Regions from separate parts of the Mus musculus genome. Here all the other regions are linked to region 4. A link is a contact called in public HiCAR-type and HiChIP or PLAC-seq data. All regions are on one chromosome and are shown on one strand. The core of a region is the stretch at or near the end of the contact, and the rest is flanking DNA. Distances in the headings are between cores, read along the strand shown. Region 1 holds the start of Usp40 (ubiquitin specific peptidase 40). Region 2 holds the start of Ugt1a6a (UDP glucuronosyltransferase 1 family, polypeptide A6A). Region 3 holds the start of Nppc (natriuretic peptide type C). Region 4 holds the start of Efhd1 (EF hand domain containing 1).

Region 1 (5,985 bases), core at 1,654-4,153, 740 kb before region 4:
AACCACCAGTTGTGCCAGCACCATTTATTGAAAATGCTGTCTTTTTTCCACTGGATGGTTTTAGCTCCCTTGTCAAAGATCAAGTGACTATATGTGTGTGGGTTCATTTCTGGGTCTTCAATTCTATTCCATTGGTCTACTTGTCTGTCGCTATACCAGTACCATGCAGTTTTTATCACAATTGCTTTGTAGTAAAGCTTTAGGTCAGGCATGTTGATTCCACCAGAGGTTCTTTTATACTTGAGAAGAGTTTTTGCTATCCTAGGTTTTTTGTTATTCCAGATGAATTTGCAGATTTCCCTTTCTATTTCATTGAAGAATTGAGTTGGAATTTTGATGGGGATTGCTTTGAATCTGTAGATTGCTTTTGGCAAGATAGCCATTTTTACTATATTGATCCTGCCAATCCATGAGCATGGGAGATCTTTCCATCTTCTGAGATCTTCTTTAATTTCTTTTTTCAGAGTCTTAAAGTTCTTATCATACAGATCTTTCACTTCCTTAGAGTCACGCTAAGGTATTTTATATTATTTGTGACTATTGAGAAGGATGTTGTTTCCCTAATTTCTTTCTCAGCCTGTTTATCCTTTGTGTAGAGAAAGGCCATTGACTTGTTTGAGTTAATTTTATATCCAGCTACTTCACTGAAGCTGTTTATCAGGTTTAGGAGTTCTCTGGTGGAATTTTTAGGGTCACTTATATATACTATCATATCATCTGTAAAAAGTGATATTTTGACTTCTTCCTTTCCAATTTGTATCCCCTTGATTTCCTTTTGTTGTTGAATTGCTCTGGCTAGGACTTCAAGTACAATGTTGAATAGGTAGGGAGAAAGTGGGCAGCCTTGTCTAGTCACTGATTTTAGTGGGAATGCTTCTAGCTTCTCACTATTTACTTTGATGTTGGCTACTGATTTGCTGTAGATTGCTTTCATCATGTTTAGGTATGGGTCTTGAATTCCTGATCTTTCCAAGACTTTTATCATGAATGGGTGTTGGATTTTGTCAAATGCTTTCTCCACATCTAACGAGATGATCATGTGGTTTTTGTCTTTGTGTTGTTTATATAGTGGATTACGTTGATGGATTTCCGTATATTAAACCATCCCTGCATCCCTGGAATGAAACCTACTTGGTCAGGATGGATGATTGTTTTGATGTGTTCTTGGATATTGCCTCATTGTGTAAGAGAAATCAAAAGGATGGGATGAACTACAGTTTTAACTACAAAGGAACAGAAAATAAAGTGGGTCAGACAAATGTAGACAAGACTGTCTATGGAGAGACCTAAAGTGTGAGAAATGGGGGTGGGTGGGAGGGATTGGACAGTTGAGTGCCCAGAATTAGAGAAAGTACACAGAAAGTAAGCCAATCCAAGAGATAAGATAACTTTGGGGTATGGCCACTTGCAGTAAGTTGACCCCAGAGAGAGAAGGAGAACGTAGACAGGTGGTAGAATGGAACTATGAGTCAGAACATAACAAAGAGGCCAGGCTGTCCTAGGTTGCTTTCTATTGCAGTGATGAACACCACCAGTAAAAGCAACGTGGGGAGAAAAGGGTTCATTTCAGACAGCTCACAGTTCATCACGAACTCAAGGCAGGGCAGCAACTCAAGGCAGGGACTAGAGGCAGAACCTGAAGTGGAGGCCATGGAGAAACCCTGCTCTCTGGCTTGTTCCCTCTGGGTCACTCAGTTTGTTTTTTATACAACCCAGGTCCACCTTCCCAAGGTTGGCACCACCCATAGTGGGCTGGGTCCTCCCACATTAATCATTCATCAAGAAAATGTCCCCACACTTGCCTCCAGGCCAATCTTATAGAGGTATTCTCTCAGCATCTGTTCCCTCTTTCCATGTGACCCTAGCTTGTGTCCCGTTTACAAACAAAACAAAATAAAGTACAAAAACAAACAACCTACCAAGAAAAAAAAAAAGTAATCAAAACCTAACTAACAAGCACATGGGTGTAAGGGGATATAGCTGCCCAGAGGGAAGCCACCTATGCCTGTGGATCTTGGCTTACAGTGTTGAGTTTTGGTCAGGGAATAAAAGTTTAAGGTATAGCTGTGATTTTTAAATAGGAGGATAAAGTACCATAAGACAGAAAGAGATATGGCCAGGAAAGCAAAGTGAAGGGGAGGTTGCTAAAAAGCAAAGTGGTCCTCCACCTGGAGTACTGAGAGCTGTGTACTCTCCCAGTCCATTTCCTGGCCCAGACCCCTTATTCCTAGCCAATGGTCATCTCCAGTCCTTTCCTCCCAACACTTCCTCAGCGTTCTAGCCACACCAGCCTCCCTCAAATGTTCCAAAGACAAATCCCTTGGACTGATGGTCACTTGGACTCTGCCACCCTCAACCCCCATCACCCTCCATCTTTATTCCTGTTCTCCATCTCTTAAACTCTCAGCTGAAATAAAAATTAGATTTCACCTGTTTCCTTCATTCACATCCTGATAGAGGTTGGAGGAGACGAGGGAGATACAAATGGGGTCTGTGCAAAGGATGGGAAGTAACCTATCCGAAGAGCTCCAGCAGGACAGACAGTTTTGTGTGCATACATGCTTGCATGGTTATATATAAACTACTTAAGGTGGATTGAAGGCGATGTAAGAAGGTTCACAGAACGTAGAGCATTTTCACAAGTTTTGTATCAGAGATATACTTTGAAGAGGAAAAACTGTTTTAAGGTTCTTTTGTTATCCTAGAGCAGAGACTATATAAATACATACTCCACTTAAATGGTGAAAGCTCTAACAGAATGTGGCTCCAACGCTTTTTGCAGGCAGCAATAAATACAAATTTTAACTTGTAAGCCGTCTGGAAAAAGAGCAGTATAACTACCCATAAATCTCCGCGTGGCGCGACGCACCCTGGGAAGTGTAGTCGCATCTGGGGTGGGGGTGGGTGGTTGGAAATCACTTTCCAGAGACACGGCCTCCTCGGCATGGCGGTGCCCGTTCGGAGCGAGTTCGTTTACTCTGTGCTGTGGCCGGGGCGGGGGTCTGGGCTATAGGCAGTAAGTGGGGCTGGGGAACTGGGCGCAGGGAGGGACGAGGGCAGCGTAGGGACGACGCCGGCGGCCTGGGGAGAGACGCCGGGCCTCTGCTGGCAGCGCGTCAGGGGTCGGGCCGCGGGGACGCGCGCCTGGTCGCGCTCCTGGGCGCTGGGCGGCTTGGTGGGCGGCAAGGCCTCTGGAGCGGCGTGACGGGAAGCCAGCCCGCGAGCTAGCTCGAGGCCTGCCTCGCGAGTTCCATTTCTTGAGCTTTTGTTCAGAGGACTGTGTTGGGAAGGAAGAAAACTGCATTTTGGCCATTCCTATCACTTAAGAGAGTGTTCTCAGCGTTTTACCCCAAATGTCCCTTCCCCACACAAGAAACAGAACAGATTCCCGCAGGTCCCCACTTCTGCAGTTGGATTCCTGGGTATGTTTTGGAAGGCCATTGGACTCCATGGCTCTAATGACCAGAGTTTTTCTTCCTCAAGGTACTTACTCCTGGCTCTCTAGTTTAGGGCCAAAGTGCTGAAACTACTGTCAAGATTAATGTGATAGGGTTAAGTCACTGAAACGCTGTGATCTGGTACTGTGTATGAAGGGATGGGGGAAGCTGAGATTTCATAATTGATGAAGGCTCCTCCCCTTCTCTCCCCCCCCCCCTCATTTAGTGATGTGGAATCCAAGAATAGTTATCGGTTCTTGTGGGTCAAGCCCTTTGTACTCAGTAACCTTTCTTTTGTCATGTGACTGGTTTAATTTACCTATGAAAAATACGCAGCCCCATTTTACATAGAAGTAAATGTTAGCTAAAATAACTTGTCCAGGATCACACAGGTTAATCAGGACCCCGTGTAGGTAGGAAAGACAAGTCAGGTCTCGCTTTCTCCAAAACACAAACTACTGTGTTTTCTGAAGAACGATTTAACAAAACAGCTACGCTCGAATAATAAGAGAAAATTGGGGGTGGAGGTACATTTAAAGAATGGAAACATTTATGTAACATATTTTCTTTAAAGGATAGCGTTTAGTTCCACCATGTTTGGGAACCTATTTGAAGAGGATTATTCCAGTGTGTCAAGTAGTCAGTATGGAAGAGGGAAGAAATTAAAGACTAAAGGTTTGGAGCCGCCTGCCCCTAGAGAATTCACCAATTTAAGTGGAATCAGAAATCAGGGTGGAACCTGTTACCTCAGCTCCCTTCTTCAGACGCTTCATTTCACACCTGAATTCAGAGGTATGCTATGTGACATGCATTTGAATAATATGTACCGTGGGCTTTATATGTAATTAGTTATGAAAAAAACATAAAAGAAAACGAATCTTAAGGTGGATTCAACAATATGTGTTTCATTGTTGCAAAGAAAGACATATATTTGCCGTTCTCTGAAGAAAATTATGAAGCTTACCATTTAAAAAATCTATTCTGTGTAGTGATGTAGTGTTTCATAACAACAGCAGCAAAAACAAGGCAAGGTATTTCTAATTCCCATAATTTGAAATACAACATAAAGAGAATTCTCTCATCTTTCTCCAGAGTAACGGTCACTTAAGACAGGGTTACACATGCAGCTTGACTTCTGCAGTGGGAAAAGTTGTCACATTATTTATACACATCCATAGTTACATATCTGCATTTCTGAGATTCAGAGAACTCTGATTCTGAGCTGATCTGTACTGAATTTGTTTGGCCTCAGAAGCTAACCTGGCTGAGGCTTCTTGGGAGTTTTAGTTCTCTCAGGAGTATGAACACTAATATATTCACAACAGGAATGTTAATCTGTTTAGTTAGCATTGTCTGCCCCAGACCTTGATAGGAATGAAAAATAGTGTACAGACACCTCCTTCATCACTCAAAAACCTGGAAATTATGAATTTCAAAGACCCAAAGGAATTGAAGTAAGGAGCTTTGTAAAGGAAACAGAAACAAAAACCTACACAGATTAGCTGTATTAGACGGCTGTGGTGAGTTACCGAGATGACAGACTATTTCTCCAGAAACCACATGCTGGAAGCCAGGCAGTCTTCACCAAAGCCTTTATTTCTTGCCTATTTCTCAACATGTTTGTCCCATTCCCATCTCTACACTCCAGCTTCCTTCATTGGCATCTCTGTGTCCTTTGATTCCAGCATGAGCCTTGTTTGACCTGTGCATGATCCGGATTGGGGGGGGGGCGGTGTCCAAATATTCATGAATATGTAGCTCATGTCTATTCTGACGACAGTCTGGTTTGGCTTGTACTTAAATGCCGAGTTCTCACTACCACACCGTTTATCAGATCTCTGGAATGTTCTGTTTCTCTGAGCTAGACTTATTTTTCTAGCGATTTAGGACATATTTACTGTTGTCCACATCTAGTGTGCCATTCTAATGCAGTGAACTGACAGATTTCAGAGTGGTATCTTGTGTCCTTGACCTCAGCCTCTATATAAAGTTGCCTCCTGATAGTAATTCTACTCTTCAGAATTTTCAGCATTACTAAGCAGTAATGAAGAAGGATATAGACCTTCCAGGTTTTAATAGGGTTGAAGTTAAAAGGCAACTTAAAGTAAAGGCAACTTAAAGTAAAAAAAAAAAAAAAAAGAAAAAAAAAGAAAAAAAATAGCCTTAAGAACAGACTTGAGAGCATGTAGGAGGTGGAGCAAGAGAAGGGTCCCAAGTTCAAAACCACATGAGACTAACCCTCTCTCAAAACAAAATGAAGAAAAAGAAACTGAATAGTAGCTATATGGCACACACCTGTAGTCTCACACACAGGAGATTAAGGCAGGAAGATTAAAAGTCTAAGGCTGGCCTGGGCTATCTAGTGAGACTGTCTCAAAACCCCAAAAAGAGAAAGAGAAGGGGGGGGGGGAATCAAAGTAGATCATGGAGAATACCAGGAGCTTGAGAGGAATAGACAAGTCCTTCCCCGTCTCTTTTAGTATGGAGTACAGTTTATTTAGGGCAATGGGTGGGGGGGAGGATTGAGGGAGTAGAGAGAGAAGAGGAG
Region 2 (6,128 bases), core at 2,782-5,281, 870 kb before region 4:
GAACATGTCCACGACAATCATGTTGTTCCTGTACTCTCTTAGAGGACCCATCAGGGAGGCACCGGGAAGAAAGTGGTTGTTTCCAAAGGTGCGAAAACGGGTCTGCAGTTCTTCTAGGCTGTAGGTAACTGAGAAGATTTTCCTCCTGTAGTATTTGGATTCTCCCAAAAGCAAATTGACTTCTGGCACTAGGACCATAATGTCATGTCCTCGTTCACTGAGATGTTCTACTATCTCCTTCATGCTAAGCCAGTGGCTTCCATCCTGGGGGACCACCAGCAGCTTGTCACCTAGAACTGAGGCCCAAAGCACTAGGAAGAGAAACCCTGCAGGAAGTGTCTGAGCAGCAGGAAGAAGGCAAGCCATCCTAGGGAAGGGAAGGCAACAATGAGTACCCCTGAGGCTGCAGGGCCCTCAGCTACCCCCACACACACACTCAGTGACTGACCTCAGGACTCCCTGCCTTTCTCTCCCTTATTCTAAAGCATGCCCTGTAATATGAAGGGAGCTAAATTAATATTTAACCATATTAAGCAGGTGGCTGACTCTGTGTAGCCTATCAGCCTTTATTAGAGATTCTAGTTTTCTTATCTTTTTCTCCATTAATGGGCTAATCCTTCCAATGAGTCTTTGCTACTGTTTAAAGAAAACCTGGAAGGAGCTGACCTGGGCCTTGTGAGTTTAGCGGAGAAATGGCTCTCTGTCAATGCATTGACACTTTCCTGTCAACTTTGTTCACATAAAGGGGGAAGCACTAACTTACCAGAGGACATATTTGATGTTCAAAGCAACACAGATGTTCAAAGCAACACAGAGCTCTCTCCTCCTCATAATCTTAATCTTCACCTTCTTCTGTGTCTTTGGGCCTATGTGGCTGTATCTATAAAGGATGCCAATCTTACAGGGTGGGACCCATCCTAAGGATCTCATCTTCACTAAGTTCATCTGCAATGACTATGCAACCAAGCATGCTGGCCACTAAGCTTAGTGTAGTTTCCAGGACACACAAGTTAGGCCTTAACCCCCACCCATATCCCCACACAGTACAAACCTCAGAGTGCAGTTATGGCCAGCTTTCTATGTGCGAGAAACTGAGGTTGCTGCCTAAGCAAAGGACAGTAGTTGTAACCCCTGGAGCTTTGAAAGAAACTGAAATTATCCACCTCTGCCTAACTGTTTACAAACTCTTGGTCTTTGAATTTCTTCACAATCATCAAATGGTTAAAAATGATGGCAAGTTTAGTTTTAAAAACTCAACGGAGAACCAGGGATGAAGTTTGGTTGGTAGAACACTTTCTTAGTCGGTAACCTTTGCACTCTGGGAGGGAGAGGCAGAAGGATCAGATGTTCAAGGTCATCCTAGCTACATAGTGAGTTTGAGAACAGCCTGGATTTCATGAGTGTTTGTCTGAAGAACAGAAGTGGGCCTGAAGAGATGGCTCAGCAGGTAAGAACACTGACAAGTCCTCCAGAGGACCGAAGTTCAAATCCCAGCACCCTCACAGCAGCTAACAGCTATGTGTAAACCAGGCTCCAAAGGCTATGCTACTGTCTTCTTACCTCAGTGGACATATTCACAACACACATATTTACATATAGACAAACACCCATTCACATAAGACTAAAATCAATAATATGTCAAAACAAAGTTTTAAAAGAGAACCTAAGTGGATTTTACTTGTACTTTTAAAATCAGTCAGCACCTCACATAGAGTGAGTGTGTAGTGAGCCAACTAGGAGAGAGTCTAAGTCTAATATACAAGGCCTTCAGAGACCTTCACAATGTTCCTGTGGGCTAAAGAAGTCAAAGGGACTATTTTAAAAATCAAAGTTGACATACCCAAACACACGCAGACACTTCCTGGCTAACATTCAAGAGAAGAATAAATCCATTTTGTTAACATACAGCAGGTTGGGAGGACAGAAAACTGTCTAAGAGTTGCTTTGCTTGATGTTTTTCTCCAGTCCATTAACTGGCTGGCCTCCTAGGGAACAGCTGGAAATCTCTAATTTGCATTACAGTTTGTTCTGTTGCAATGCTACATAGCCTGAACCTTCGAGAAATTCCACAGCACCCTTGGGGAGGATGCTCTAGGAAAGCAAATGACCATTTTGGTATTGCTAAGAGAAAACTGTGTTCATTTCCTAAAATGGGCTCCAAAATGCCAATGGGCTCCTAGAATGTATTTTGAATCTCCTTGTTTGATATCAAATAAACTTTCCCACCTATGGCCCAAGCCTTTCTTATTGATGCATGGCATTGATCTCTCTGAAATGACAGAACTCTGGAGAGTGAGAGCGACCTGGAGCACATATGATAAGCATGTTCCAGGGACAGCAGAGCTCAGGGCTGATGTGACCAGAGGTCTGCAGCTTTCTAGCCCTCCTTTTGGTAGTTTAAATGAAAATGGCCCCTGTGGGCTCATAAAAAATTGCACTATTTAAAAAGTTAGGAGGAATGGCCTTGGAGTAGATGTGGCCTTGTTGGAGGAAAGGTGTCACTGATGGTGGCCTTTGAGGTTTCAGGGGCTCCAGCCAAGGCCCAATGTGTCTCCCCCTCCCTGTTGCCTGCCAATCCAGATGTAGAATGCCTGGCTTCTTCTCCAGCACCATGTCTGCCTGCCTGCTGCCATGCTTCCTGCCATGACCATAATGGACTAAAGCTCTCAAAAGTAAGCCAGGCCCAATTACCTGTTTTCCATTCTATGAGTTGCTGTGGTCATGATGTCTCTTTATGGCCTTAGAACCTCTAAGATGCTCCCCCTAGATGATATACATAATAAACACGATGTCAGCTCTGATCACCTACTTCCTTTAAAGTTCTGCTAGTGTCCCATCCGTGACACCTTCCCTGTTGAGCCCAGGGTCCAGCAGCCCAGTCTGTGGCCCTGGGCCTCCTTCCCTTCCTTGCTATCATTACCTCACCTTCTGTGTATTTATGCATCCCTCTCCCAACTATTAGTAGCATGTGCAGGGTGGGATCAATCATTGTTCTAATGTCCCTCTCTACCAAACTCAGTGTTCCTCTCTATTGAGTCTGCAGCATGCAGATCAGTGTCCAGCATACAGAAGGCTCCGAGTACCAGTTTGTGTGTGAGTAAACTGGCATTGGGACTGTCTGTCCATTTTATCCTTGTGCCTCATTTTCAATCAAATAGTAAAAGGTTACTCAAGGAAGGATAAGACAGAACCAGCTCCCTTGTGAGGAGTTGGTCGCTGACCCTTCGACATGTGTATAAGGGAAAAACCAACGACCCTTTCCTTCTGCACACTTTCACTCACACAGCTCTTGTGTTACCAGGCATGTATGAGTCAAGTCAACCACTTAGCAGAGTTGGCTACAGACCAGAGGCTCTTTTACTCAGCCTCAGAGCAGCTCTGCTCAAACCACTCAGAGAATCACTCAGTCAGAGGTTCATTACAGCAGCAGCACCCATAGTGCAACAAGACAGCAGTGGAGAAATGCCAAGAGCTTGGGGGAGAGACATGGCCGCTCTCTGTGTTCTTGGTGCAACCTATCCTCCACACCTTCAGCAACCTGGCAGCTCCCCAACCCAATCCCTCTGTGCTTTCATAGGGGCCGCATCATGAAATACAGGGGATGGGCTGATTGATTAAATTACCGTTGATCAGTAATCAACCCTAACTTCAATCCCTTTCTCTGCCCTTCCCTCTAATCTCAAAGCTGGTTCCAGACCCCATCCTTACAAACTTTCCAAAAGTTGCCCCTTAAGCATAAGCTTTAAGAAAACAGTACAACAGCTTATCACAAACAAACAGCACAGGTTTCCCTCCCACCCCTCATGAAATCAACAGGCATTTGGGAAGCTCTGCACAGGAAGACAAAAGCCCTTATCTTTCAAATTCTGTATTGCTCTCTCACCACACATAATCTGTTACTTGCCTGTCAGATAGTAAGGTTAGAGACCTGTGCCTCTAGGTAGCACGTGATGAGGGCCCTTGAGCAAGAGTAAGAAATCTGGAAGTCGGTTTCCAGTCAGCCACCATCAGCCAGCATCTGAATTCTGGGTTTTCTAACCACCACCAAAGAGGGAGGGTTACATTTGTTCTGTTTGTTAATCACTGCTGAGGGCGGGCCAGGGAGTTATGGATGTTGAAATCAGGCTGCCCTGGAGGAAATTGTTCTTTGAATCAAGGAACTGGCTCACCCAGACCTTGTCAGGCATATGCATATTGGAACCAGCTTGCCAGTACTTGCCTTAACCTTGGCACCCCAGTCGGTTGGGGCTCAGGAAAGCAGGACTGAAGGGGCCACCCCAAAGGGCAAGCAGGAACATAGCCAAGATGAAAGTTCTTTCTTTAAGGCTTACAAAGACTCCACTCAGTCCAAGCAGGGGTGGAGGATCAGCGTGGGAGGGAGGAGGGGAGTTGGAGTTTTTTGTTTTGTTTTGCTTTTAATTGATTCTTTGTGGGTTTCAAATTGTGCTTCCCAGCCCACTGGTCACCCATCCCCCTGGTGTCTGTTCTTTGCCTTTAACACATAAACAAGCAGGCAAAACAAAAACAAAAAAGCATTGAAAATATCTCATCATGGAAGCTGTAATACTGTCACAGTGTGTCCCACAGTATGTCTCTCTGTCTACACATGTTCACTTGCTAATGTTCATTGCAGTGAGGCACTGGTCTGGTTTGAGATCTCTGGCTTTTGTGACATAAACAGGATTTTTGACTCAGAATGAAAAGAGACAAGCTTACAGCAATGAGAAACCACTCCCCAGAGACTCATAAAGGAAGCACACTGTAGCTCTGTCCTTCCTGAGTGGCAGAGCAAAAGCTCTCTGAAGAATGTCTTTAAGCAAGCTGGCATGAATTGGGGAAAGCACGAGGAACTGTACCCTCGTATTCTTTATGACAGACACACAATTTACCGAGGCCTGGGCCCTTCCTAGGAAAATCAGGTTCACCTGGGTACTGACTGGCTTGTTCTTGTTTCCAGCAAGTCCATGGGGTCATAGGTTGAAATCAGGAAGAAGGCAGGAGAGGACAACAAGGTTCTGTCAGAGCATCACCAGAGGGTGCTTTGCAAGCTTTGTTCATGAGATTTGACTCTACTGTTTCTTAGACTGGTGTGTGTGTGTGTGTACATGTGCACAGAGAGAGAGGGGGGGGTGTGCAGCTGTCAGGAGTATTTCTGTACTGGGCACCAGAAAAGGGAATGTGGCATGCCTGGCACTTCTAAGTTTTATCCCTCCTGCTGCCCAGGAGGCTCAGTCCAGTCCAGCGGGAGGATACAGGCTCAGGGTGTCTTGCATAACATTACTTCTACCTATACAGGGGAAGGTCAGCTTTAACCTAGGGATTTCTGAAGAACAACAAATGGGGCTTGGGGCACACACCAGTGGAATGAAGGCATAGATCCTGGGATAGAACCACACTGTATGGGTAAAAATGCCGCTCCCCAAAGTGAATGAAGAACAGCTAGCATCTGGAGTAGGAAGGAGGTCTGAAAGTTGACAGGGGACAGTTTCATTCCAGAAGCTGAGGGCTATCTGAAAAGGTCAGCCATGTAGAGGAATTCCCTTCTCAGGAACTCACCCTTCCAGATCCTTCAGATACCTAAGCCCAGGAATTAGAGGCCCAGGACCTACAAGATGACAGAAGACCTACAGAACAATTTCAGACTTGAAAAATCTCAATTCAGAACACAAAAAAAGGCAAAACCAAATCCATGAATTTCCCTGGTTTTGTTTCTGCTGCTGTGGTAAAATACTCTGATAAACAGAAGCTTAGCGGACACAGGCTTATTTTACTTGCAAGTCAGATTCTAGTCCATCCTTATGGAGAAGGTAAGATGGCAGAACCTGAAACAGCAGACAGAAGATCTTCAAGCAAGGGCAGAGAAAAATGAACATGTGCACGATTAGGACTTAGCTAGCTTTCTCTATTCGTATGCTGTTCAGGGACCCAAAGCAGGGAATGATGCTTCTCGCTCTCAGGTGGGATCTACATCAATTGCAGCAAGCAGAACCATCTGCTACGGATGGACACTGCCATAGGCCAACCCAAAGTAGATAATCTAGGTGAGTCTGGGTTGTATCAAGTTGGTGATGAAACCAACAGTTCTTTTAAAGTTTAAACACACATGTGTATAATTATAGGCACATAAG
Region 3 (7,001 bases), core at 4,448-6,947, 590 kb after region 4:
GGGTGACACACCTAAGAGTACTCTTCAAGGACACCTGGAAAAACTACCTCTTGGCATTCTGGCTTCTTCAGCAGGCCCAGATCCCAGGCGGCCAAGGCTGATGTCCAATCCACAGGACTGTCTCTGCCCTTCACCATCTCCATGAGGACCAAGATCCCAAATCAGCTGCTTGAGAGGAAGTTCCAAGCCCACTGAGCCATGGCTTTCTCTTAGAATGATTTCTTTATGGCAGAGGAGGCTGTTGACTCGGAAAAGGTCCCTCTTCCTTGACAAGCCCACACTAGGACCTAAGACAGGGACAGGTTATTATATAATGTTGCTCGTTCAGTCCAAAGACAACTCACATAGTCACTGTGGTGGTGGGGTTTGTTGTTGTTTTCCTTTTTTCAATTTATGCACTTCAGATTTTAAAGTATTTTCCAATCTCTGTGAAGCTGGGATTGCAAGTAGTATGTTCCTTCCAGTTGTATGAGCACTTGGCATGGTCATGTGTCTCTGGCTAGTTCTAGTTCTAGAAACTGACCACTGGTCAGGGGCAGTGCATGGTCATATGGGGGCAAACGTCTACAGAGAAATTCAGGATTAGGAAACCCAGGGAAACGTTCCTTCGAGCTCACTGTGGCCTGAAGATCCTGGCCACCCCATCTCATGATTCTATCTGTGAAAGGGCCGTTTTAAGGGGCTTCCAGAAGACACTTGGGGTCCCTTCTGTCCTCCAGAAGTAACTCCCTTAAAGACTGTGGCCCCCAGAAAATCTGAAACATTCTCTCTAAGATGAGATAACATGAACCTCCCTGCGGGGTCTAAACTAAGAAGGGGGGCTGTCACAAAGGTCCTCACAGCAGCCGAAGAGCGTGGCTCACTGCTTGGAAAGCTGTGTAGGACCAGCGGTTTACCACAGCCCAGCCAAGGCGAGACCTGTCCCCAGGGCAATGGCCTGGCAGCAGACTCAAACATCTGGTGCAGGCCTCACATCGCTGGGGTGCTGAGCCTGGCTCTGCTGGGAAGGCATCTCCATTACTCTGAACACTTTCTCGGGGGGTCAAGACTCAGCCCTGCCCTCTCACCTGCCTGCCGACAGTCGGAGGACGATCGCTTCTTCCCCCAAAGGAACCGAATCTACCAGTAAGGACCTATCTTTTCTTTTTACAAGGACGAGAAAAGACGGGTGGAGAGGGATAAACTCTGACGTCATAGGCCTGCGTAGGACATTGGGGTTGGAGGCCATCTGGAGCAGGTGCTGGCAGGGCCTCTGGGAAAGGGGAAGAGGGGCAGCTGCCTTGTCAGGTGGGGGTGTCCTAGGGTCAGGAAAAGACTCAAATCTTTCCTGGAATTTCTGGCCTACAAAGGATGCCTGATGACGTTTTCTTGGCATCCAGCTCCTCTCCTCCAGGGCAGGCCCTTAGGTGCAGGCCTCTTGAGGGAGGTGCCAGGTTCAAGGAGACCTAGCCAAGCCTCCGTGTCCCCCACGGCTGTGCGCTATCAAGCAGTCCCATTCATCATGTTGGGCCCCACCACCGGGAAGAGTGCGTACGTGTGAGCGGTAACAGTCAGATCCCCATATGCCTCAGCTGCTTCCTGCTGCCTCCGCCAGATTCCCTCTGCCCCCATCCAGGAGGCAAGGACGGCCTTTTCCCAATTACAGGTGGTGAAACCGAAGGCCCTGCACAATGATGAGATCTGGCTAGGATCCCGCTGCAATTTCCCTGCCTGGCCTCCCCAACAACAGCTCACAGCCTGTTTAGTATCCTCTCTGAGAAGTTATGCAGCTGGAAGGGGGCCCCGGGATGAAATAATTGCAGGGAAAACAGATGGGTTTCTCAGCAATGCTCTCTCCTCTGAGGGCCTGAGAATCCACCCCTGTTATCCCAGGGCCAGGAGGGGGCATCGCTGCCAGCAGCTCCTGCCTACCACCTGTTCTTGAGGGGACAGTCCTGTCGCAGCGGCCCTCCCCTCAGGTTCCCGGAAGCTTTACACACCTTTCACAATGGGACCTCTTTAGCTTTCCATCCGGTCTGGACAGCGACTGTTCCAGAAGGTCCTCTGCAATGGGCACGCTTTCCCATCTCCTTCTTGGAAAGGAAAAGGGGGTGGGGAAATGGGGTCATGAGGATGAGGTCTTTTTTCTCAGACCCCTGCCCTTCAAAGACCCAGGAGAGAGAGAAGGGCCTTGGCTGTGCCATACTTGATGCCTGAGGTTTGAGGTTTGTCATAGGTCAGCTTTGATCTGACTGCCATCACTCCCTGCTCTTTCTGTCCCTGCCCCCCAACCAGCGCCTCTTCCTCTGCCTTAACTTTCCCGCACCCCCAGGCTCACTTACCCTCCCACCCTATGTGCACAATGACTTTATGAAGACAACCCTCTGTCACCTCTTGCATGGACACTGCCTTGGGCCCCAGAACTGCCTCTCCCCCAGGCCTGCCCTCCCCTGGGCACCCCACCTCAAGCCATCTAACCTCCCTCGATCTTGTCTCTTTACCTCCACTGGCTGGCTGTCTCAGCTTCCTAGGGTTGTCTTTTAGCAAGCTTCTCGTTCGATTGGGTTTTGTTGTTGTTTGTATGTTTCTTAGACAGTACTTCTAAGCCCTCATCTTCCAGTTAACCCAAAGAGGTCACTCTGACCCTCTTTTTTTTTTTTTTTTCCTATGTTATATGCCCAGTTCAGACTTCTTCACTGGAAAGCATGTTCTGTTGGCTCAGATTGAGAAAAAAGCCCTCCTGACATGACCATCTCCGTCATCATGTTTCCCAACCGATGAAGCCAGTGTTTATTCTGTGGCCCACTCCTGCGCTGGAATGGAACTCAGTGACTACAGAGTAGGTTGAAGGGCAGCCCTGTAGGTATGTAGAACAGTCATGGATGACAAATGGTCAGATGTCCAATAAAACTACTAATCCCTTGAGCCCCAAGGGCCTCTTTTCCTTCCTTTGAGTCAGGAGGAATTGAAGATTTCAGTTTGTTGATACTTTTAGATTTATTTTCAATTGTGCATGAGTCTGTGTCTGAGTACGGTATGTGTACATAAGTATAGTTGCCTGAAGAGGTCAGAAGGAGACATCAGAACCCCTGGAGCTAGAGTGTCAAGGGGTTGTGAGGTTTCCCCCAGGTTCTCTGCAAGAGCGATTTGTGGCCTTAATTGCTGAGCTATCTCTCCAGCCCCCGGGCAAAGCTTTAACACTGAACAGTCAGCTCAGTGCCTGGTCCGTTCATTTAAGCTGCTCAGTGGGCTGGACCACTGCTCCTCCATCTCCACTGGGTTCCCAGAGCCAAAGGCAGGAGAAGTAGACTTCCCAGAGAAAGGGAGCTAAGATCCCAAATCTAGGCCCAGGAAGGAAGCCATGAGGAGCAGCAGACCTTCAGTCTCTGAGCACATATGTGTCCATTGCCTCCCTGCCCCAATGTCCCTACAGCCCACCCCCAGACTCTCTGCCCACAGGTTCCTGCCCCAACAAAGGAATCGGTTCAGTAGCAGCACCAGAAGCGGCAGGAAAGCCTAGCCCAAGGTTAACTCATCCAGGACCTACCATAGATGACTACACTCAGAGATCAGAAGCTGTAGGTCATCAGAAGATTCCCCTGCAGGACCAACTTGATGGCTTAATGTGCGAAGGGGCTTGCCACCAAGAAGCCCAAGTTCCTCCCTGGGATTTACATGATGGAAGAGAACTGACTCCTGCAAGCTGTCCTCTGACATCCACACACACACCAAAATACATCACAGTACACACATGCCTGCACCACACACACACACACACACACACACACACGAATGCACGCGCACACACACACACACACACAAATAAATAAATAGATAGATAGATAGATAGATAGATAGATAAATTTTTCCTTGAAGAGATGTCGATTGTAGTACAGATGTAGTCATCCCCCACAAGACCATGGGTATCATCAGTTTTACAAAGCCTCAAACCTCCTGAAGAAGACCTAGTTACCAGCCCATTACCAAGACAGGATAAAAGAAAACCATCTGTAGTCCTTTAGAAAGTAGCTATCAAGACTGAACAGTCCCAACTTATCCTTAATAAGGGGCCTTATAAGACACTGCTGCGGTCTCAAAGCTTGGATGGTACTCTCCTGCCCCTTAGGCGAAAGACACTCCATGAAGCAGCTGAAGGCCTCACCCTCATCTCCTTTCTCCTCTCTCTCTCCCTCTCAAGCACAACACGGTTGTCGTTTCGTATGTAGTAACACAGAAAGGCCATGGAGGGAGGAGCTGAATGGAGATGAGCCACCAACCTTCCAGAACTGACAAAGGACTTGAAACTGATGTCTAGATCTTTCTTTGGGCAATATGCTGACTCAAATCAAACCTCACCTGTGAGTCATTTCCCAAACGAAAGGCTGGAAGGAGCTTGTGGTCCTCATTTGGAGTCTTTGGGTTGCATGCTAGGAAAGGACGAGGAAGTAGACGGCACACTCAGTACACTCTTGCTTCCTCTGTATCCTCCAGAAGCATTGGGTCCTCTAGACCCATGTCCATCCCAGCAGTCTTCCCACTACCCTCTCTTCCCACTTCCCTTTCTCTGTAAGAAGCTAACTGGCTCCTGCTTCTCGTCCTCTCTCCCAGGCTCTTTGCTCCATGAGACCACAGGGACCCTGCCAACATTCATTTCCCTCGCTCAAGCCTGCATCCTGCTCAGGAGAAGGGACACAAACTCTTGCACATCACTCCATTCTTGAAACTACAAGTTCTCTCGTGGCTCTAAATTGCAGAGCTCCCTAGAGTCCGATGGACCAAGATTCCAGGTCAAGGCGAGGAATTGTGTGCAGCAGAAATAAGTGGCCCGGTCCCTATAGCCAGAAGGCAACTACAACCCCAAACTCAATGGCGATGGCCTATTGAGGCTTGGAGCTGGTTAAAACCCAGTACTGCCCATAGTTTCTTAGGGTATTCAGGACACTAAAGTGGACATCTCCACCTTCAGGAAGGGCCAGTACATCACTGAAGGAAAGCTACCTGCCTCCTAACCTCCCAACACACACACACACACACACACACACACACACACACACACACACACACACAAACTCCTGGCTCACACTCGTGGGTTGATGACATCCTCTCACTCGTGGGTATCCGAGACTTACAAGTCTCCTTTGCAGCTACAACATTCAAGCTCTCCCTCCACTTCCCACTGGGATCTACTAACCCCATCCTCTGCCGCCCCCATGTTTGAGCGTGTAGACATGGTCAGCCCTTCCACCCTGGCTAGCGCGTGGCAGCATTTGTGAAGAGTTTGGAAACAGAGCGATCTGTGTAGATTTTGGGCCGCACCAACTTTCAACCTGTGTAACTTTGCATAAAGGACATTTCTTCTAAGCCTTTGCACCTGCAGAAGGAGTACAGACACGTATCAGGAGCAGCAGATACACAGCGCAGGGACGCCTAGAAGCCTGAGTACTAGGGCGAAGCGCATTCTACAAATGGAGTTCTTTTCTGCGCGCCGCTTTGTGGCTTTGAGCGCAGCGAGCCGAGCCGCCGGCTCCTTCGGAGGTGGGATGTGGGTTGGAGCAGAAGAGGGAGCCCCCGTGGCCCCCTCCCGGCCCCCTCCCGGCCCCCTCCGGGCCGTCGATTCGGCCGCGTGCGCTGTGCCATTGGCCCTGGAGGCCCGGTGGGCGGGAAGATGACATCAGCGGCAGGTTGGATTATAAAGGCTCCAGCGGAGCCACGGACTCAGAGCGCACCCAGCCGGCGCCGCACAGCAGTAGGACCTGTGCTCGCTTGGCAATCCTGCTCCGCATCCGCCTATCCGACTGCTCACCGGCAGTCCCGGCTGCAGACCGTCTGCACACCTCGGTCCCATCGGCACCATGCACCTCTCCCAGCTGATCGCCTGCGCCCTGCTGCTCGCGCTACTCTCGCTCCGGCCCTCTGAAGCCAAGCCCGGGACACCACCGAAGGTGGGTGCTGTCGCGGGGACGCTGGGCTTGTGAGGGGCGTGGAAAGATGTGGTGCGCAGGAGGGAGCAGAGAACCCGGAAAGGCAGACCCCCTCGGACTTGCTCCCTCAAAGCGGGGACTTCTCGGGTTCATTTCCCAGCCTCGGGAGAATGTCGACACATGCACACCTCCCGTGCCCCAATGTGCCCAGCATGACCTGCGGCACGGGAAGAGCAATGGGCTCCCCGGAGGAGCAGGCAAGAAGGCTGCGTGGCAGGTGGATGCTGGACTCAGCTGTCCCGCATCGGTGGAGGCACGCTCATGGCTGAGAAGGGCCACGCCACTCTGGGCCCCGTAAAAGTCATCTATGCTACATCGGTGCACTCTTTCACCTGTCCACTCTTTTCTCCGACAGGTCCCGAGAACCCCGCCAGGGGAGGAGCTGGCGGATTCCCAGGCAGCTGGTGGCAATCAGAAAAAGGGTGACAAGACTCCAGGCAGCGGGGGAGCCAATCTCAAGGGAGACCGATCGCGACTGCTCCGGGACCTGCGTGTGGACACCAAGTCCCGGGCTGCTTGGGCCCGCCTTCTGCACGAGCACCCCAACGCGCGCAAATACAAAGGCGGCAACAAGAAGGGCTTGTCCAAAGGCTGCTTTGGCCTCAAGCTGGACCGGATCGGCTCCATGAGCGGTCTGGGATGTTAGTGCAGCTACCCCTGGCGGCGGTAAGTAACACCATCGGACGCTCCCCGCTCGCCTAGCTCTGCACCCAAGAGAGCCAAGCTCTTATCACTGTCCTTCGCAGACTGTTTGGTTTCCTCCCTGATCCCTATGTTCTGTGACCTTCCCCCAACCAATTTAGGCATGGGATCAAGTGTACCCAGACATTTGCCTGCCACCTCACATATCCCATTTTACAGATTTAAAAAACAACAACAACAAAAAAGTGAACACGGGCCAGGTCAGAGACCAGGTTCAGCCTTAGAGTACTCCATCTGGCTTCCTCTAGAAAAATAGAGACAGGCTTATGCAGTCCCAGCCTCCAAACCCACCACTGACCACTGGCCAGCTAGCCAACTGGAAACTTGTTAGAGAGATCC
Region 4 (6,542 bases), core at 3,418-5,917:
AGTGATTGGTTACCATTCAGAATGGACTGTTGGCCAGAAGGGAAAGGTAGAAATCCATCTAACCGGTGACAAGCTGGTACACTCTGTGTTTGGGTTTCTGTTGTTTGTTTTTAGCATGTTGCTTTGGGGGCAGAAGGGTGGGAAGGGGACCTGAACTTGTCCTAGCAGACCAGGCTTTCAGGGTCAGGAGAGCAGAGTTGATTTGAATGCACTGGCTTCCAGGGAAGTCTGGGTCACAGGAGCCCCAGGTGTTGTGCTGGGTCTTCCTTGTCTGGCCCAGAGCTAACAGTTGATGCTGCATGCACTCTTCAGGCAAAGCATGAGGTTTAGAGGGCGAGTGGGTGCTCAGGAGGACCTGTACAGCTTTATGTTTTCTTTTTTAAGTCATGCAGGAGGATCGTGTGTGTGTGTGTGTGTGTGTGTGTGTGTGTGTGTGTGTATGTGTGTAGCTTGGTTAGTAAACTACTCTTCTAGCATACACAAAGCTGTGGGTTTGATCCCCAGTACTACAAAGATGGATATGGTGGTCCTGGCACTTAGGAACTAGAGGCAGGAGGTTCAGAAGTTCAAAGTCAACTTTGAACTTGGCTACATGGTGAGCTCAAGGCTAGCTAGCCTAAGATAGATGAAAACCTGTCTCAAAGAAAAGAAAACAGTAACACAGAGCCAACGGTGGCTCACACCTGTAATATCAACAGGTGGGAGGCTGAGGCAGGAGCAATACCACGAGTTCTAGGCCAGCCTGGTTATACAGTAAAAAAAAAAGGTCTCAGTAAATAAGATAAAGTAAAATCAAATCACGCAGTATTTTAGGCAGAGGAAAAAGAACTCTAGCCAGCTACAGGACATGTGACATGGCCAGGCAGGACAGTGTAGATCTGCAAATCACCAAGCCCCAGTGGCTTCAACAGAAGGGTGGAAGGGGGCTCAGGGTCTGCTTGCCCTTGCCTGGATAAAAGCAGCGGAGTACGGGCACAGAACTGTATGTGCACACAGACACCAGTTGATGAAACAGAGAGAAGGACTCAGCCAGCTGGCTGCCCTAAGGTGGAAGGTGGCAGGTGGCAAGGAGGCAGAGCATCTGGGTGGGTATGAGCGCAGGCACCTCTGGACACTTCAAAAAACGAGGTTGTATTCACTCACTGCTGGTCAGGGCTCCACATCTCCCTGGACTGGGCTGGATGGGAGTTAAAACCAGAGTGTACTAGGAGAGTCTAGACAGTGAGTATTCCTAGACGTGGAGGGCCTGGTCATGGGGGAGACACAGGACGAAGTTCCTGGTGCTTTAGGTATGGAAAATCCAGCAGAAGTACCCGGTGAGAAAACAAACCCAGCTGGGGGCCAGTCTCATGGACCCTTAGGAAGGTCTGAGCTGAGCAACCCCTGTTTCTATTAAGAACAAGGAGCCTGAGGTAGGTAGGGAGTTTAGCGTGCAGATGTGGGGAAAGGCATGCATCCTTTACTTTAGAAAGTGGAATGACATGAGGCTCAGTCCTGGCCAAAGAGAACAATTAATTTACCCTGAGCAACAGGTTAAGAGCCAATTAGAAATAGTAACCCCCCCCCCCCATACCTAAAAAAAGACCACATGAAGGCTGCGGCTGTGACTACTCTTTCTCACTGGGCTTTTCTGAAGCAACTGTGGTCACACTTATGCCACTGGAAGGAGCCACCTGAGAGTAAGGACCAGAGAAGAAAGTGAAGCGGAGAAGAGGGGAGAGGAGGGGAGAGGGGAGAGGGGAGGGGAGAGGGGAGGGGAGAGAGGGGAGGGGAGAAGGGAGAGAGGGGAGAGGGAGAGAGGGGAGGGGAGAGAGGGGAGGGGAGAGGGGAGAGGGGAGAGAGGGGAGGAGAGAGGAGGGGAGGGGAGAGAGGGGAGGGAAGAGAGGGGAGGGGAGAAGGGAGAGAGGGGAGGAGAGGAGAGGGGAGGGGAGGAGAGGAGAGGGGAGGGGAGAGAGGGGAGGGAAGAGAGGGGAGGGGAGAAGGGAGAGAGGGGAGGGGAGAGAGGGGAGGGGAGGGGAGGAGAGGAGAGGAGAGAAGAGAATCTGGCTTTAGGAAACAAGAAATGAGCTGGGTTTGTTGGTGGATACAAATCACCTAAACAGCTGGAAGCCCAGCGTGGTCTACAGAGGGAGACTCAGTAGGGGAGTGGGTATTGTAGACCAGGACCTAGGCAGCCTCAGCTACATAGTAACATTGTGGCTGGCTTGTCCTATATAAGCTACCTCAAGAAACCAGAAAGGGAGGGAGTGGAGGGGAGAGAGACAAGATAGGAAACTGTGACTGTGTATAGTCACCTGTGGCCGGATCCAGCCACACCTGAAGCAGGCTCTGGGCTTTGTTTTAGAAGTCGGTCACTTCCCTTTGTTCCTGTGGTTTTATTGCAGGTGACAAAGGCTCTAACCTAGACTTCAGATGGGCAGCTTAGCTTTGTAGAAACACCCGCACAGTTTGGGCTGTCAGCTCTCCCAGAACCACAGGTTGCACTCTGCCCTCCTCCTTAGCTTGATGCCGCCAGTGCCAACACTACTTGGCTCCAAAGACCTCTCGAAGGGATAAATCGTACTCCTCTTACACAGCAGACTAACAAACTTAACCTTCCAAATGGGAGCTTCCCAGTAAAACCTGAAAGAAGCTAAAGAGGCAACAGAGCAAGGTGGAGGGAGTGATACACAGGTGAACATCCGGGCCAGAGCAGCCATTCCTACAGAATATAAAACCCAAAGAAAACCACGGGGGCGGGGGGGGGGCAGGATATGTCAAACCACGGTGCCTTCCCTGGCTTTTCCACCATCACCCCAGTCTCATTCTCTACTCCCAACCCTACCTTCCTTAGCTGCCCAAACTGCACCCAGAGAAAACAGTGGCTGGGAGCAGGGTACTGAGAAAACAAACTGCCAGAGAGGCAGCAAGTATTGAGGTGCTCTGCAGACCTCGGGAGTAGTGGAAGCAGTGATCGCCATAGTGCCTTTAAATAGAACCTCCTTGGTGAGGGCAAACACATTCCAAGCACTTTAAAGACGCCCAAGCATGACCTGGCCACTTTTCCGGTCCCGGCCGAATTCTGGAAATAATATTAATAGCTTAGTGAGGCGTTTTCGGTGTACAGACTACTTCGTGGCCTTAAAAGGCAAAGGAGGGGTCAGTGAGACAGCTTAGCTGGTAAAAGCACTTGCTACCAGGTCTTATCACCTGAGTTTGATCCCAACCCCTGCGTGGTGGAGGGAGAGAACTGATTCTCACAACGTGTCCTCTGACCTCCACGAATGTGCCATGACACTTCCTCATGCATACACACTCACCGTAAATAAATACATGCGGTTTTTCGTTCTGTTTTGTTTTGAGACAATGTCACTATGCAGCCATGGCTGGCCTCGGATTCAGAGATTACCTCTGCTTCCCAAAACCAAATGTTGGGATTAGACGAGAATGTCACCACATCTCGCTTAGAAAGAAAAGTAACGGGGGAGGGAGGGGAAAAAGCAGCAAGAGTCATTACTGCTTTCCCTCTTCAAGTGGGGAAATGAGGCCAAAGAGACCTCTCACGTGACAGGCCACCTACTGGGTCTTTGCATGACCTCCTCTTCTGAGGGGTGATGAGGCTCCAGCAGCACCCTAGTGACTAGTGGCAGGCACCAGTTCCCAGCCAGAGGCATCTGCCATTCACCGGTTAGAAGAGTAACTGACTAGGCGACGCTCCCAGGAGGCTCCTGCGCCAGCCACTCCCCCCACCCCTCACCCCCCGCCCGCCCGCACTGGTCTAGGGACGCCTATGTGTCTTTCGAGTTTAAAGCAACCTTGTTCTCAGCCTTCCTTCATTTCTCGCATCCCTTACTGAAGACGTGTGTCAACTGTTTCCTTTGTTTTATAAGATAAAAGACAATCCAGCTAATTTCTCCCTTGAGGGATAAAATTAAGGCTGGCAGGTGAGGTGCGCCCCGGGCTCGCTTCCTAGAAGTTGCTCCGGGAGCAAATCTCTGGATCTGTGGGTGGAGGAGGGTGCGGGACCCGCCCTGGGGAGTAGGAGACTCAGGGAGGGGGCTTTTGAGTAGGACCCTCTGAGCTCCGCCGGGGTCAGATCCCCAGCCTGACGAGGTTCCCCATGGCGCGCAATGAACTTGATGCGCACGATCTGGCTGCACTTGGCCAGATGCTCAGTGCACTCCTGAACGCCTGCACCTCCTTCCTCACTGTCCCACTCGCTGCGCGGCCACCCCGTGCCCTGTCTCGGATCCCCCGTTCTTCGGGGGCGCAGGACGAGCGCTCACGTTTTGAACATCTTCTCCAGATCCTTCAGGAGGCGGCGGCTGAACTCCGGGAACTCGGTGTAGGGATTGAAGACCTTAGAGCGGCCCGGCCGCGCTGTACCCTGGTGGATGTCCAGCCTGCGGCTCAGCTTGAGGTTCAGTTCGGAGTCCGCGCTGGCTGTGGGCGCCCGGGCAGGCGGTTCAGGCTCCGGGTGCCCGGCTGGGGCATCGCAGGGTGCAGGCTGGGGGTCGCCCTGGTCGGTCTCTGCCCGCACCTCAAGTCTCAACCGGCGCTGCAGCTTGCAGGCCAGCTCCTCGCTGGACATGATGGCGGGTTGTGGTGATGGAACTGAGGTTCGCGATCCGGTACGGGGACAGAGAGTTGTGCGCTCTTTGCGGGCTCGTGGCTTTCTGACGCTCGGTGGAATCGCTCGGGGCCCGGCGGTTGAAAAGAACCGTGGGTAGGCGGGGCGGGCGGGGCGGAGCTGCGGCTTTAAGGAGGCGCGGGTGCAGTAGGACTATCTACTGGACAGGGGACAAGGGAGTGTCTGCGCGTCCTAGGGGTCGCGTTTGCCTAAACCTCTCATAAGCTGAGACTTGATGCTAATCCGTCCCCCAGTCCAGACATGGACCCTGAAATCAACTCTTGCTCTTGCCGCCAGAATCCGCCCTTTGGGAACTGGTGATCCCCAGGGAATTGGTTGCAAACACTGGGGAGTTAAGTCTGGCAACCGTTCAGGCAGTTCCATTCTCTTCCAAAGCGCTCCAACCAGGGAGCTCGCGGCCTAGGACCCTCTGAGATGGGAGAATTAAGCGTGCCTGGTAACACACCCACGTGTGTAGCGAGCAGTCGTCGCCCTAAGGCCCTGGAGTAGGAGATGCTCCTGGCAGTACGAAGGTGCCTTTCATATACCATTGAAATGTTTCCACAACAATCTAAAAATACTAGACATAAATAAAGTGAGAAAAATCTCCTGATTCCCGGGAAAAAAAAAGGGGGGGGGTTGTCTTGTTAAGGGACCAAATGTGGCAAGTATCTTGGCTGTATGGCTTTTTTTTTGTTTGTTTTGTTTTTTTAATGTGAGAGCCACCACTGCGGAGAGTGGGGTTAGAAAAGGCTTGAAAATAAGGCAACTTTTGAAACAGGAGATTGAAGTAAAAACAAGTAGAGCCGCCGTCATTCTCCCTAAGGAAGGATGTGGTGCAAATGAGGGTTCCCTCAGCCAAACATGGAGAAGCAGCTGTAAACACAATAGTGGCTGCACTGGGGACCAGCTTTGCTCCACTTGTTTTGGGCCACAGACTGGGGAGTGTGTGTGATGAGCCCGGTGGTGTGCACCGCTGAAAGGCATGAGTTGGTTGCCTGCACATCTTAGGGGGCCACAGGGAAAAATCAGAGCCATTGCGTGCTCTCATGAAAACGTAATTCGATTAGAATTCGAATAGCTGGGTGTTGGGGTACACGCCTATAACTCCAGCACTCAGAAGGCTTAGACAAGAGAATTCCAGGGTAGGAAGCCAGCCTGGGGTTCACAGCAAGACCCGCTGCTTCGCTGCTTCGGAACAAAGCAAACAAGAAATTAACACAAGAAATTAACGGGGGAAGGGTTAGGGGGAAGGGGGAGCTGGGGGGGGGAGCTCAGAGGGCTTAGCATAAAAGAGGCATAAAAGAGTTCAATCCCTAGCATCCACAAAGTAAAACACACCTTTTAAAAAGTGGTTCAAGAAAATAAGTCATTAAAAATAAAGGTACTTTTGGTGTGCATGGTGGCTCATATAAGCCTGTGATTCTACTTGGAAGGTTGGGGCAGGACTCCGACTCTAGCAGCTTGGACTGTATGTCTATATTTACACAGTAAGACCCTCTGCCTCAAAGATCAAACATCAAATAAAACAGTTATAAGGGGAGGGGGTAACCATGAGGGGTGAAGCTCAGTAGCAGCCCTTCAAAAACATGGGTTCAAGTTTTAAGGTGGTGTGTACGTGTGTGTGTGTGTGTGTGTGTGTGTGTGTGTGTGTGTGTGTGTGTTTCTAAAGCCATAGGGAAAAGTATGTTGTGTGACAAAACTTTTCCTGAGGAGACAAAACACACTCATCTACTCTTCCTAGATGGGGAGCCCTCAACAGACCAGGTATCACCAAAGTCCAACTTGGCAAACCAACCAGTTTTACTGGGGTCACTTACAGGAACAGAAATGACTCGAAGACAGCTGCATCACCAAAGCCCACCCCAGTGTGAGTGACAGCTCACAAAGCTGGGGACCTGGAGCACACTGCACAGCCGGTAGGGGCTCAACA

What was found. HiCAR-type assays count read pairs that join an accessible place to other places. HiChIP or PLAC-seq counts read pairs in DNA pulled down with a chosen protein or histone mark.
Region 1: a HiCAR-type map of astrocytes shows a contact between it and region 4, with 3 times the contacts expected there. The contact joins the promoter of Usp40 here to the promoter of Efhd1 in region 4. A contact is called at or near these places in 2 of 39 promoter capture datasets (embryonic stem cells and hippocampal neurons), 1 of 115 datasets of contacts at active chromatin or transcription factors (astrocytes) and 1 of 9 other capture datasets (liver).
Region 2: a HiCAR-type map of astrocytes shows a contact between it and region 4, with 3 times the contacts expected there. The contact joins the promoter of Ugt1a6a here to the promoter of Efhd1 in region 4. A contact is called at or near these places in 2 of 115 datasets of contacts at active chromatin or transcription factors (astrocytes and microglia).
Region 3: a contact with region 4 is called in an HNF4G HiChIP or PLAC-seq map of pancreatic cancer cells, with 13 times the contacts expected there. The contact joins the promoter of Nppc here to the promoter of Efhd1 in region 4. A contact is called at or near these places in 2 of 39 promoter capture datasets (embryonic stem cells and pre-B cells), 1 of 484 Hi-C or Micro-C datasets (embryonic stem cells), 3 of 115 datasets of contacts at active chromatin or transcription factors (astrocytes, neural tube and pancreatic cancer cells) and 1 of 9 other capture datasets (liver).

Annotation. Positions count from the first base shown.
Region 1 is chr1:88,005,469-88,011,453 of GRCm38.p6, reverse strand. Usp40 (ubiquitin specific peptidase 40) reads left to right here and starts at 2,903. Exons shown (of 32, transcript NM_001198573.1): 1 at 2,903-3,016; 2 at 4,012-4,229. The coding sequence starts at 4,031.
Region 2 is chr1:88,132,712-88,138,839 of GRCm38.p6, reverse strand. Ugt1a6a (UDP glucuronosyltransferase 1 family, polypeptide A6A) reads right to left here and starts at 4,031. Exons shown (of 6, transcript NM_145079.3): 1 at 3,905-4,031; 2 at 1-367. The coding sequence starts at 366. All of the region lies in intron 1 of Ugt1a10 (UDP glycosyltransferase 1 family, polypeptide A10), which reads right to left. All of the region lies in intron 1 of Ugt1a9 (UDP glucuronosyltransferase 1 family, polypeptide A9), which reads right to left. All of the region lies in intron 1 of Ugt1a8 (UDP glucuronosyltransferase 1 family, polypeptide A8), which reads right to left. It also overlaps Ugt1a7c and Ugt1a6b.
Region 3 is chr1:86,669,269-86,676,269 of GRCm38.p6, reverse strand. It overlaps Nppc (natriuretic peptide type C), which reads left to right and starts at 5,697. Exons shown (of 3, transcript NM_010933.5): 1 at 5,697-5,921; 2 at 6,316-6,626. The coding sequence starts at 5,832. The coding sequence ends at 6,606.
Region 4 is chr1:87,262,478-87,269,019 of GRCm38.p6, reverse strand. It overlaps Efhd1 (EF hand domain containing 1), which reads right to left and starts at 4,667. Exons shown (of 4, transcript NM_028889.3): 1 at 4,266-4,667. The coding sequence starts at 4,570.